Regions from separate parts of the Canis lupus genome. Here region 1 is linked to region 2. A link is a contact called in public Hi-C data. All regions are on one chromosome and are shown on one strand. The core of a region is the stretch at or near the end of the contact, and the rest is flanking DNA. Distances in the headings are between cores, read along the strand shown. Region 1 overlaps LOC106558942 (zinc finger protein 420-like). Region 2 has its middle 21 kb from the start of ZNF329.

Region 1 (5,220 bases), core at 1,919-4,418, 940 kb after region 2:
TTAAGGTTGTGTTGTGTTTGAGTAACATCCCTCAGGTTAATGAGTAACCAGAAAAAGAGATAAATTATGTCCAAGTTTATGTCTGGGTGGGCCTCTGACCCTTCCATTTTATTCCTTATTATTCTGATTCTTCCTGTGCCAAAAATACATTCTTCTCTTTCTCTACTTTGTAGTTGGCCCTAATAGCTGGTCAGGTACATGACTCCTTATACTTCTTTTTCAATTTTTTCAATAAATGTTCAGAAAAATATTGCGAATATATTCTCTCCTGTGGTAGAGAACTAAACCAAACTACTATTTACTTGATTATCCATTCCAAATGAATGTCTGATAAAGAGGTTGTTGCTGGAGCTCCAGGAAAGGTGCTTTGGCCTCCTGCAGTTCAGAGTAATTGCATTTCTCAACTTACAGGAAAGGAAACAAGCTAGGACCTAACCTTGTTCCATTCTCCATTTTATCCTTACAATTATTGAATTTTGCCTATTTTAGCAAAATATCCTATCATCATTTCCTCTAGCAGTAGTACCAGAGGAAGATGATAAAAAATGATAATCACTTAAAAAGCAAAAATCTTGTGGGTGTAGAGTATAAAAATTTACGATAACATTGTTTATCAGATAAACACTTTACAGTGTTTACAGATAAAATTTGTAACATGACATAAAGATCAGAAAGGGAAAACAGTTTAACTACAATAATTTTAATAAATCTAAACAATTTAAGAAAACTACATCATTAGAGAAGAAGAATCTCACAGAAAAATGCAGCCAAACAGACGTAAAGGGTAAGATTAAATGAGAAAGAAATAACAAATCTTGACAAAATTCATAAGAAAGAGTACCAAACAAAACGAACAAACAAAAGACTGTGGAGAAGAGAACACACATCTAGAGTTCATAAACTGGAGCCAGAAAACCCAAACCCAACAGTACTAAAAGATTCAGAGCAACCAAAGCTAAAAAGCTTGATGTTATGCATGTTACTTAAGGATGCCAGGGGGCACCTGGATGGATCAGTCCACTAAATCCAACTCTTGGTTTCAGCTCAAGTTGTGATCTCAGGGTTGTGAGATGGAGCGCCCCCCTCCCCAAGATGCCCGGGATTCTCATACTCCCTCTGCCCCTCCCCCAGCTTCGTGCTCTCTTAAAATAAATAAATCTTTAAAAAAAAAGATTTAAAGATTTATTTATTTAGTCATTATTTAGTCATGAGAGAGAGAGAGGCAGAGACACAGGGACAGAGGGAGAAGCAGGCTCCATGCAGGGAGCCTGATGTGGGACTCGATCCCTGGACTCCAGGATCACACCCTGGGCCGAACGCAGGCGCTAAACCGCTGAGCCACCCAGGGATCCCCTAAATAAATCTTTTTTTTTTTTTTTTTTTTGTTAAAATACCTGTGTGTCCCAAATATTTTAGAATTTGAGAAGTTTCTTTTAAAGTGACAAGGCTACGTAAGTAAAAATAAACATTAAACATCACTTTAGCATGCAAGAGTAATTGTTCCTAAAGAGGTGATAACATTATAAGGCTGTTCTGGTAAGAAAACTATACACACAAAAATTAGGTTGAAAAGACCAGAGCTCATAAAATAGGGCACTCGTGGGTCTTGATGCTTCAGTGCCAGTACAGAGCATTAAAACAGCAGCTTATAAAACTGCTGTGTAGCAAAACAAATTTAGACCTCCACTTCAAATGCACACAAAAAAGTAATTTCAGCTGGACATGCTTAGCTGGGAAGACAAAAATTACATCTTGTATGAATGAAGAGAATAGATTTTTTAAACCAAAGCCTCATAGTAAAGAATCCCACTACAATAAAGGGCTCCTGTTGTCATAATAACTGAAATGGCAAGCTAAACAGTTGAGTAAAAATTACACAAATTCTTGAATCCTCCAAAATTGTTAAAATAAATTTAAAATTTTAACACTTAATAAACTGAAATCTTCTGTATGTAAACAAGAATTCCGGCAAGCACTTTCTAAGAAGGCAAAAGTAATGGTAAGCATTAAAAGCAAAACTCAGTAAGGCTGACCTCACAAGCCTGACACTGCCTAGAACTAATAAGACTGTAGAAATTCATAAATATTGTAAGCTGCTACTGGTATATAGATTGGTAACATTTTGGAAAGCCAGTTTGGCATTATAAAGTAAATTTAAACCTCAGACTGTGGAAATCCATATTTAATATATATATGCTAGACAACTGTGTGCTTGTATATCCTAGAAAATGTGGATATAGTAGCAATGTTTTTATAAATGCAGAAAACCATGGGCAAAAACAAAGACATGTTTTCCAAGTATCCATACCATAGAATATGGCACAGAAAAATGGATATATGTAAAAAGTTAGTCACAATATACTATTGTGATGTGATTGTGATGTCAGTCCTTTCATAGTGTTTGAAGTCACATGGAAACTATTAATACTAGATGCTGAGTATTTCCCACATAGTTGCTCAAACTGTCAAGACAATAAAATATGCTTACTTGAAACAGACAACAGTCTAACTTGGGAGACTGGGATAATAGTGGAAAGACTTGCACAGCTGGCTTCTCGGTCTTATTTATAACTCATTTCCTCACTTGGCCAGTGTGAATATAATTAGAACGGAGAGATCAGGTCGGCAGAAGCTCTCAACCCTACAAATGCTGTTTTCTTGTGCGGACTCACAGGAAAAGAGGTGGACTCTCCCAGGAGCTACTACTTGACTATCCCTGCCAACAGCCCAGCCAAAGAGAAACCACTATACTCACGACGCCCACTTTGCCCAATGAGCTTTGTTCAGAGCAGCCCTTTCCAGACTTGCCTGGATGCAATACTCTTGTATTCCCGAATTAAACCCAAATAAACCCATTTTGGGTGGTAAAAAAAAACTGCCCGTTTTATTTCTAAGGTTAACAGCAATAATTACAGGTACTAATTTTACAGGTGGTTATTCAACTGCACACGTACATTCTGTGCAAGTCTTTTCAGGCAAGTCTTATTTCAAAATTTGGAAGATCAAAGTAAATAGGACCCTCCTGAGGACAAAAACACGAAATTCTAATGTAGAATGAAGAGTTGGGTGCTGGCCCAGAGAAACGCAGCGCTTACCTGAATGGGAATCGCCACGGCAGCTGTGGCCGGGTGCGGGGGGGAGGGACACCGTGGCAGCGTAGCCCTCAGTCCCGGCGACAGCTACGCCGAATCTCAGCGGAGCCGGCGCAGCGCATCCTGAGCCCTCACCTCAGGCGGGCCAAGGATCCCGACCGGAGACAGGACCAAGTTTACAAGATGTCGCTGGAGGCCTACGCCGGAAAGCTCGCCCCGTCGCTGTCCATCGGGCGGAAGTGCCTCTCGTCGAGCCCTCATTGGTCCAGTGGAGGGGACGCACGGCGCACTGCCTTCCGGGTAATGTAGTTCTGACGGAGCTACGGAACCCCTACAGGTCTCCATTCTTCCTGACCCCGGGGTGTTTTCTAGCCACACCAAGAAAGGGGCTGGATCGGGATCTCCGCAGGTTTTGAGGGCGGAGCGGGGCGGGGCTCTGGCTTCTTGGAAGGGTCACACCCAGATTTCCGTGGAACGTAGCCTGTGCTGATCACAAAACAGACACGTTTTCAGACATTCCCCAAAACTACAAACGGTCACTCAGACACAAAGTGCATCCACCCACAGCTGAGACCTAAAATACTCTTACTGCTTTTCAAGTACATGTTAGAGCGGAATCAATTGATTCTGTAGTTTTTCTGTTAGAAAAAAGGTAGAGAGGTGCCTGGGTGGCTCAGTTGGTGAAACATCTGACTTTGGCTCAGGTCATGATCTCAGGATCCTGGGATTGGCCTGCTTCTGGCTCCCTGATCCGGGGGAGTCTGCTTGACCCTCTCCTTTTGCCCCACCTCAACTGGTGCTCACTCTCATATAAGTAAAATCTTCCTGGGGATTATGTCCAGCCCTTTCTCCAAGTATTCCATTCCCTACTCCATCCATTCTATTCTAAGATTCTAAGCCCCATCTGAAAAGAGCGAGTGACTTACCACATGGGGAAAGGAGGCTTCTGAACACTGAAAAACAGAAAAGGATGAAGGCTGTAAAATGGTGCAAACATTATGAAAAACAGTTCCTCAAAAAACTGACCATATTGCCATATGATTCAGCAATTCTTTTTGAGGATATATGCAAAAATAATTGGAAAGCAAGGTACTGAAGAAATCTTTTTTGGAAAGTAAGGTGTTAAAAGAAATATTGGTATACTCATGTCCATAGTAGCATTATTCAAAATAGCCAAAAGAGGTAGAAGCAACTCATGGTCCATGGGCAGATGAATGGATAGAGAAAATAAAGAAAATGATGTGGAAAGGCCAGGGAAGGCAAAAATGGCTAGTTAGGTAATGGAATTAGGTTTAACAAGATGAAAAGAGTTACGGATATCCATGGTACAAGGTGACCATACTTAACATTCCTGAACTGTACCCCTAAAAACAAGATGGTAAATTTCACATGATGTGTAATTTACCACAACTTTTAAAACTATGTATTAGCTTTTTTTTCCCAGTGCTAATTTAAAACATACTTTTGGCAGAAATCTTTCCCCATTTGCTCTACTCACAAGTTCAAATTCTTTCTCTGGTCCTGAATGAGATGGGAGTCTTGGCTCAAGAATTTCCCACATTCCCTGCACTCCCAATGCCTTTACCCAGTGTGAATTCTCTGATGCTTAACGAGATTGGTTTGCACTGAAACACTTCCCCACATCAGCTGTACTTGTAAAGTGTCCTCCAGTGTGCATTTTCTGGTGACCAATGATGCAATACTTAGTAGCAAAGGCCTTGCTATATGCTGAATTCATAAAACCTTATAAAACCTTGGCCTGGTGTATTCTCTGGCGTTCAGTAAGACCAAATTTTCCTGTAAAGAAGTCTCAAAAAAAAAAAAAAAAAAAAGGAAGAAGTTTCCACATTTTCTGATGCTGAAGGAGGTGGGACTTTCTGATGAAGGCCTTCCCACATTCCCTGCACAAAGAAGGCCATTCTCCAGCGTGAACTCACTACTGTTTAAGGAGACTGGAGTTATATGTAAAAGACTTCCTGCATTCACTGCACTCTTTCTACAGTATGAACTTCCTGGTGACTAGTAAGTGTGGATTTTCCCACACTGGCTACACTTCAAAACCCTCTTCACAGTGATTGCTAAAATGTTTACTGAGGTTAGAGTTGTACCTAAAAACATCCCATTTTCA
Region 2 (4,959 bases), core at 1,576-4,075:
GAGTCCTACGTCAGGTTCCCTGTATGGAGCCTGCTTCTCCCTCTGCCTGTGTCTCTGTCTCTCTCTCTCTGTGTCTCTCGTGAATAAATAAATAAAATCTTTATTAAAACAAAAAAGGGCTGATGCTTAACCAACTGAGCCACCCATGCGCCCCAGTCTGAAGTCTTGAAAAGAGTGTTTAAGACTCTCTGTTGCTAGCTTGGAAGAGGCAAGCTGCTCTGAGCTCTACAGCTACAAGGAAATGTATTCAGTCACAATCTGAATGAGCTTGGGGGACGCCCGGGCAGCTCAGCTGTTGAGCGTCCTTCCTTTGACTCAGGACATGATCCTGGAGTTCTGGGATCAAGTCCCACATCAGGCTCCTGCATGGAGCGTGCTTCTCCTCCCTCTGCCTATGTCTCTGCCTCTGTCTGTATCTCTCATGAATAAATAAAATCTTAAACAAATGAATAAGCTTGGAAGTATACTCTTACCCCGTTGGTGGATGAGAATGCAACCCACTGAAGACAGAGGACCCAGTTAAGCCATGCCAGACTCCTGAACTCATAGGAACTACGAGATAATAAATGCATGTTGTTTTACGGTGTTAAATTTATGGTAGATTATTACATAGCAAGAGAAACAATAGAGGCATGAAAGGGACTATGGAAACAAGTTACAGGTAAAAAACATTGTGTATCTGGAGCACTTTGTTGTTACATGGTTTTTCTCCTACAGAGCAGAACCAGGATATGGCCCACCCCATATACAAGCCAGACTTAAAACATAAGACCCTGGGGATGCCTGGGTGGATCAGTGATTGAGTGTCTCCCTTTGGCTCAGGGTGTGAATCCAGTCCTGGGGTCGAGTCCCACATCGGGCTCCCTGCGAGAAGCCTGCTTCTCCTTCTGTCTGTGTCTCTGCCTCTCTGTGTATCTCATGAATAAATAAATAAAATCTTTAAAAAAACAAACAAAAAAAAAACAAAAACAGAAGACCCTGGCTCCCAAAAGCACCAATGAGTTGCCTGTGTTAACTACCAATATTGATCAATCAGGATGAGGTATTTTTTTTTACCCCTTTCTGTCCTTAGCATATTGGACCTGAGTGGGAACCTTAGTGGATGGAACTTTCTCTATATAAGCAGGGCCTCTCCATGGTTAGGAGGGGTGAGTTTATTCTTTTTAAGATTTTATTAATTTATTCATGAAAGAGAGAGGCAGAGACATAGGCAGGGGGAGAAGCAGGCTCCATGCAGGGATCCCGACATGGGACTCGGTCCTGGGTCTCCAGGGTCATGCCCTGGGCCGAAGGCAGCACGTAAAACCGCCGAGCCACACAGGCTGCCCGAGGAGTGAGTTTAATTCTTGCTTGTTAGTACTGTCTTTCCTCAGCTTGAGCTGTCACCCCCAATATAGCTTTGCCTTTACATTTGATTTGTGGTCCTGCCTCATTTCTATTGTTGGTCCCAAGAATCTGACTCTGGAAACATCTGGTGGTGAGTATACGTGGGATAAGTATGAAGGGAGAGTTCATAATAATATAAAATTACTTAAAATGTTCCTATCATTCTGGCATCTAGGAATTCCGTTTCTAGAAATTCTTCTTAAAAAGGCCTTAGTAATTAAACAATAGTGAATCTGCATTGAGGGTTTAGTGTGTATAGAACACACAGGTACTAGCAATACAGTCCTCACAGAGCTCTCTAATTACTCTGATTTTCAAATGAGGAAGGTGAGTTTTATTTTTTTTAAAGATTTATTTATTTATGAGAGACACACAGAGAGAGAGGCAGAGACATAGGCAGAGGGAGAAGCAGGCTCCTCGCAGGGAGCTCGATGTGGGACTCGATTCTGGATCCCGGGATCACGCCCTGATCCGAAGGTCAATGCTCAACCGCTGAGCCACCCAGGTGTCCCTAAAGGTGAGTTTTGGAGAGTTTAGAGAGTTGAGGTCTTTTTACATCACTCATGAAGCTAGAAAGCATCTGTGTTAACCTGAGGCACAGGCCGTGCCTTTTTGAAACCACTCTTAATCCCATTCGATTATTATCAAAATAAACCCAATGGTGTTTATGTGTATAGTGATAAAACACCTGTTGTTAAACGTTTATTGTCTAATTTAGGGGCAGGGTTAGGTGTGTGCTCCCACAATCTTGCTAAGTTTTCTAAATAATTGAAAATGTTCTAAATAGGATGTTGAGGAAAAGTAAGTCCAATAAATGCAGTATTTTCTAAGGTTCACATATCTTTGGCTGAGGGAGTTACCCCTCATTCGTTTCTAGACAAATTGTCTAAGCCATTGACTTTTCCTTGTATTAAAGAAAATATTCTGGTAAGAACACCTAGGGTGGCAAAAGTAAACTTCAGTCACCAGATAAAGGTCCCTACCGCCCCTACAGGCTGGCTCAGAGCTCCGCGTATAGCCGTTGAGGATGAATCCAGTAGGAACTGCGGGGCTCGGTGCTTGAGGCTGAATTCCGCGGGTGATTTTTCCTTTCACCTGTGGGATCACTTCAGAGCCCTGCGATCTGAATCCTTGACATCCAGGATCTGCTGTCGTCTCCTTCTCTCGCCAGGAGAGGGCGCCGCCGCCACAGCTAACGCGACTTGTAGAAGAAGGTGGTGCGCCGCCTCCCGCGACTTTCTGGGAGTTGTAGGCCGCTGGGAGAACACGCATGCGTGCTGGAGACCCGGAAGCGGGTACGTTGGCGCGGGAAGGGTGGGCTGTTGCCTTTCGAGTGGGGATGACCGAGAACACAGCGTTAACGTTGCTGCTGCTGATGAGGCAGCATGATTAGCGCTCGGGCGGAGTCGGCGGCGGGGCAGCCGGGAGGACCCGGAGCGGGGTCGCAGGTGGCTCCAGTGGGGGCAGGTATCTGCTGCTGGCCATCACTGGGGATCGTCCCCCAGATCCACTGTACGGGCAGGGGCCTTTCTCCTCGTCCAACCCCATCTCCCAGCAAGACCTCCATCCTCTGGAGGAGGAGCCCCACTGGTGGCAGACACCCTCTGGTCCCTGGATATCTGTCCATCTTTCTTCCTACACATACTGCACTACCCTCCCAAAAGGATAACTCAGATAGCTCAGGTCCCGAGAGTCCCGGGGATCCATTGACCTTGACGCTAAAGGACAAGTTCTGAGCCCCGCCCCACTCCCAAAGTACTGTGGTGAGCAGGGAGGGACTGGATTCGCAAAGGAAAAGGCAGATTCCAGTGCACCACACCTATGAAATCTTGCCCTAACCACAAAGGAGGCTTCCCCCCCCTTTTTTAAAAATTTAAAACCAATTAACATACGGTGTATTATTAGTTTCAGTGTATTATTTATTTCTTCAGGTAGAGTTTGGTGATTAGGAAGTGATTACGGTTTTTCTAGACTCTGATTCTTCTCTCTGGAAGAAAACCTATGTCCTCTGGGGTCCCTGGCCTAGCTTCTGGGAGGCCTTTTCTCCATTCTGGAAGAGGGCATCACAAATATAAAATCAAAAAATACTGTGCAGCCTGGGTGGCTCAGCGGTTTAGCGCCGCCTTCCGCCCAGGGCCTGATCCTGGAGACTCAGGATCAAGTCCCATGTCTGGCTCCCTGTATGGAGCCTGCTTCTCCCTCTGCCTGTGTCTCTGCCCCCCCGCCCCCCCCTCCGTCTCTCATGAATAAATAAAATCTTTAAAAAAATAAAAAAATATTAACAGCGCTCCCAGATGCTCCCTTTCTGATTCATTCCAAGTCAATATTAGCTCTCCTCCAAAGGTTCACAAACACTATCCTGATTTCTGTTGCGGTAGATTCCTTTTGCCAGTTTTTGAACTTTGCATAAATGGAGTTCTGAAGTATGTATTCTTTTTTGCCTTCTTTTGCTCAATACTATTTATAAAATTTATCCTTTTTTTTTGTATGTAAGTAGTGGTTTGTTTGGTCCAGTATTACACTGTATGAAAATGCCAAATTCTGTTCATTTTAATGTTGGTAGATTATTTGGTTGATGATGCTTTCGGACTTTTATGAATATTAGTGATAGGGACATTCTGGTATGTAGCTTTGGTTGCATGTCAGGTAGACTCAAACACCATAGCAGAGTTTAAAACTGAGCTGACACTGGCAGGGGTGACTAGGTAGCTCAGTTAGTTAAGCCTCCCAATTTTGGCTCAGGTCATGATCTCAGAGTCCTGGGCTAAGAGTCCCAGGGAGGCCTTCCTGCTCCATCACCACTACTCTACTCCTGCTCTCCCTGTCTCTCTCTTTTTCTCTCTCTCAAAACAACAACAACCCACCCTGAACTGACATTGGAACCACCATCCACAAAAAATGAGGCAGAACTTACAGTCTAAACCTAGCTGGAGGGCAGCCCGGGTGGCTCAGCTGTTTAGCGCCTGCCTTCAGCCCAGGACGTGATCCTGGGAACACGGGATCGGTCCTGCGTTGGGCTCCCTGCATGGGGCCTGCTTCTCCCTCTGCCTGTGTCTCTGCCTCTCTCTCTGTGTGTCTCTCATGAATGAATAAATAAAATCTTAAAAAAAAAAAAAAAGCCTATCTGGGTTTATCACTGATAAAACAAAAATGCAACATTTTCCAGCTGATTTTAAGAAATCCCAGAGTCCCATATCGTAATATTCAAAATTCTCAGGGCACAATCCAAATTATTTGCTATAAAGAGAACCAGGCAAATATGAACAATGATCAACACTTAAAGGAAAGGACCTGGATATAGCAATTACCAAATACTTTATTTTTATTTTTTTAATTTTATTTATTTATTCATGAGAGACACAGAGAGAGAGAGAGCGACAGAGACATAGGCAGAGGGAGAAGCAGGCTCCATGCAGGGAGCCCAATGTGGGACTCAATTCCAGGACTCCAGGAACACGACCTAGGCATGAAGGCAGGCAACAAACTGCTGAGCCACCCAGGCATCCCTACCAAAGACTTTAAAGCAGCTCTCTAACTCTGCTCCATGAGGTAGAGGTAAACAAATGAAATGGA

What was found. Hi-C and Micro-C count contacts between places; a contact is called where the count stands out from the background.
Region 1: a contact with region 2 is called in a Hi-C map of blood, with 8 times the contacts expected there. The contact joins two enhancer-like sites. A contact is called at or near these places in 2 of 9 Hi-C or Micro-C datasets (amygdala and blood).

The regions. Positions count from the first base shown.
Region 1 is chr1:101,434,428-101,439,647 of UU_Cfam_GSD_1.0, forward strand. It overlaps LOC106558942 (zinc finger protein 420-like), which reads right to left. Exons shown (of 13, transcript XM_038527588.1): 7 at 4,019-4,045; 8 at 3,096-3,578. Among named protein-coding and RNA genes, the nearest start is that of ZNF772, 41 kb to the left of the region's middle. Within about 2 kb of position 3,169, at least 5 of the 20 cell types and tissues checked have an H3K27ac peak or open chromatin away from gene starts, as enhancers often do. A contact at or near this core is called in blood, where this site is marked.
Region 2 is chr1:100,492,611-100,497,569 of UU_Cfam_GSD_1.0, forward strand. No RefSeq gene overlaps it. Among named protein-coding and RNA genes, the nearest start is that of ZNF329, 21 kb to the right of the region's middle. Within about 2 kb of position 2,826, at least 11 of the 20 cell types and tissues checked have an H3K27ac peak or open chromatin away from gene starts, as enhancers often do. A contact at or near this core is called in blood, where this site is marked.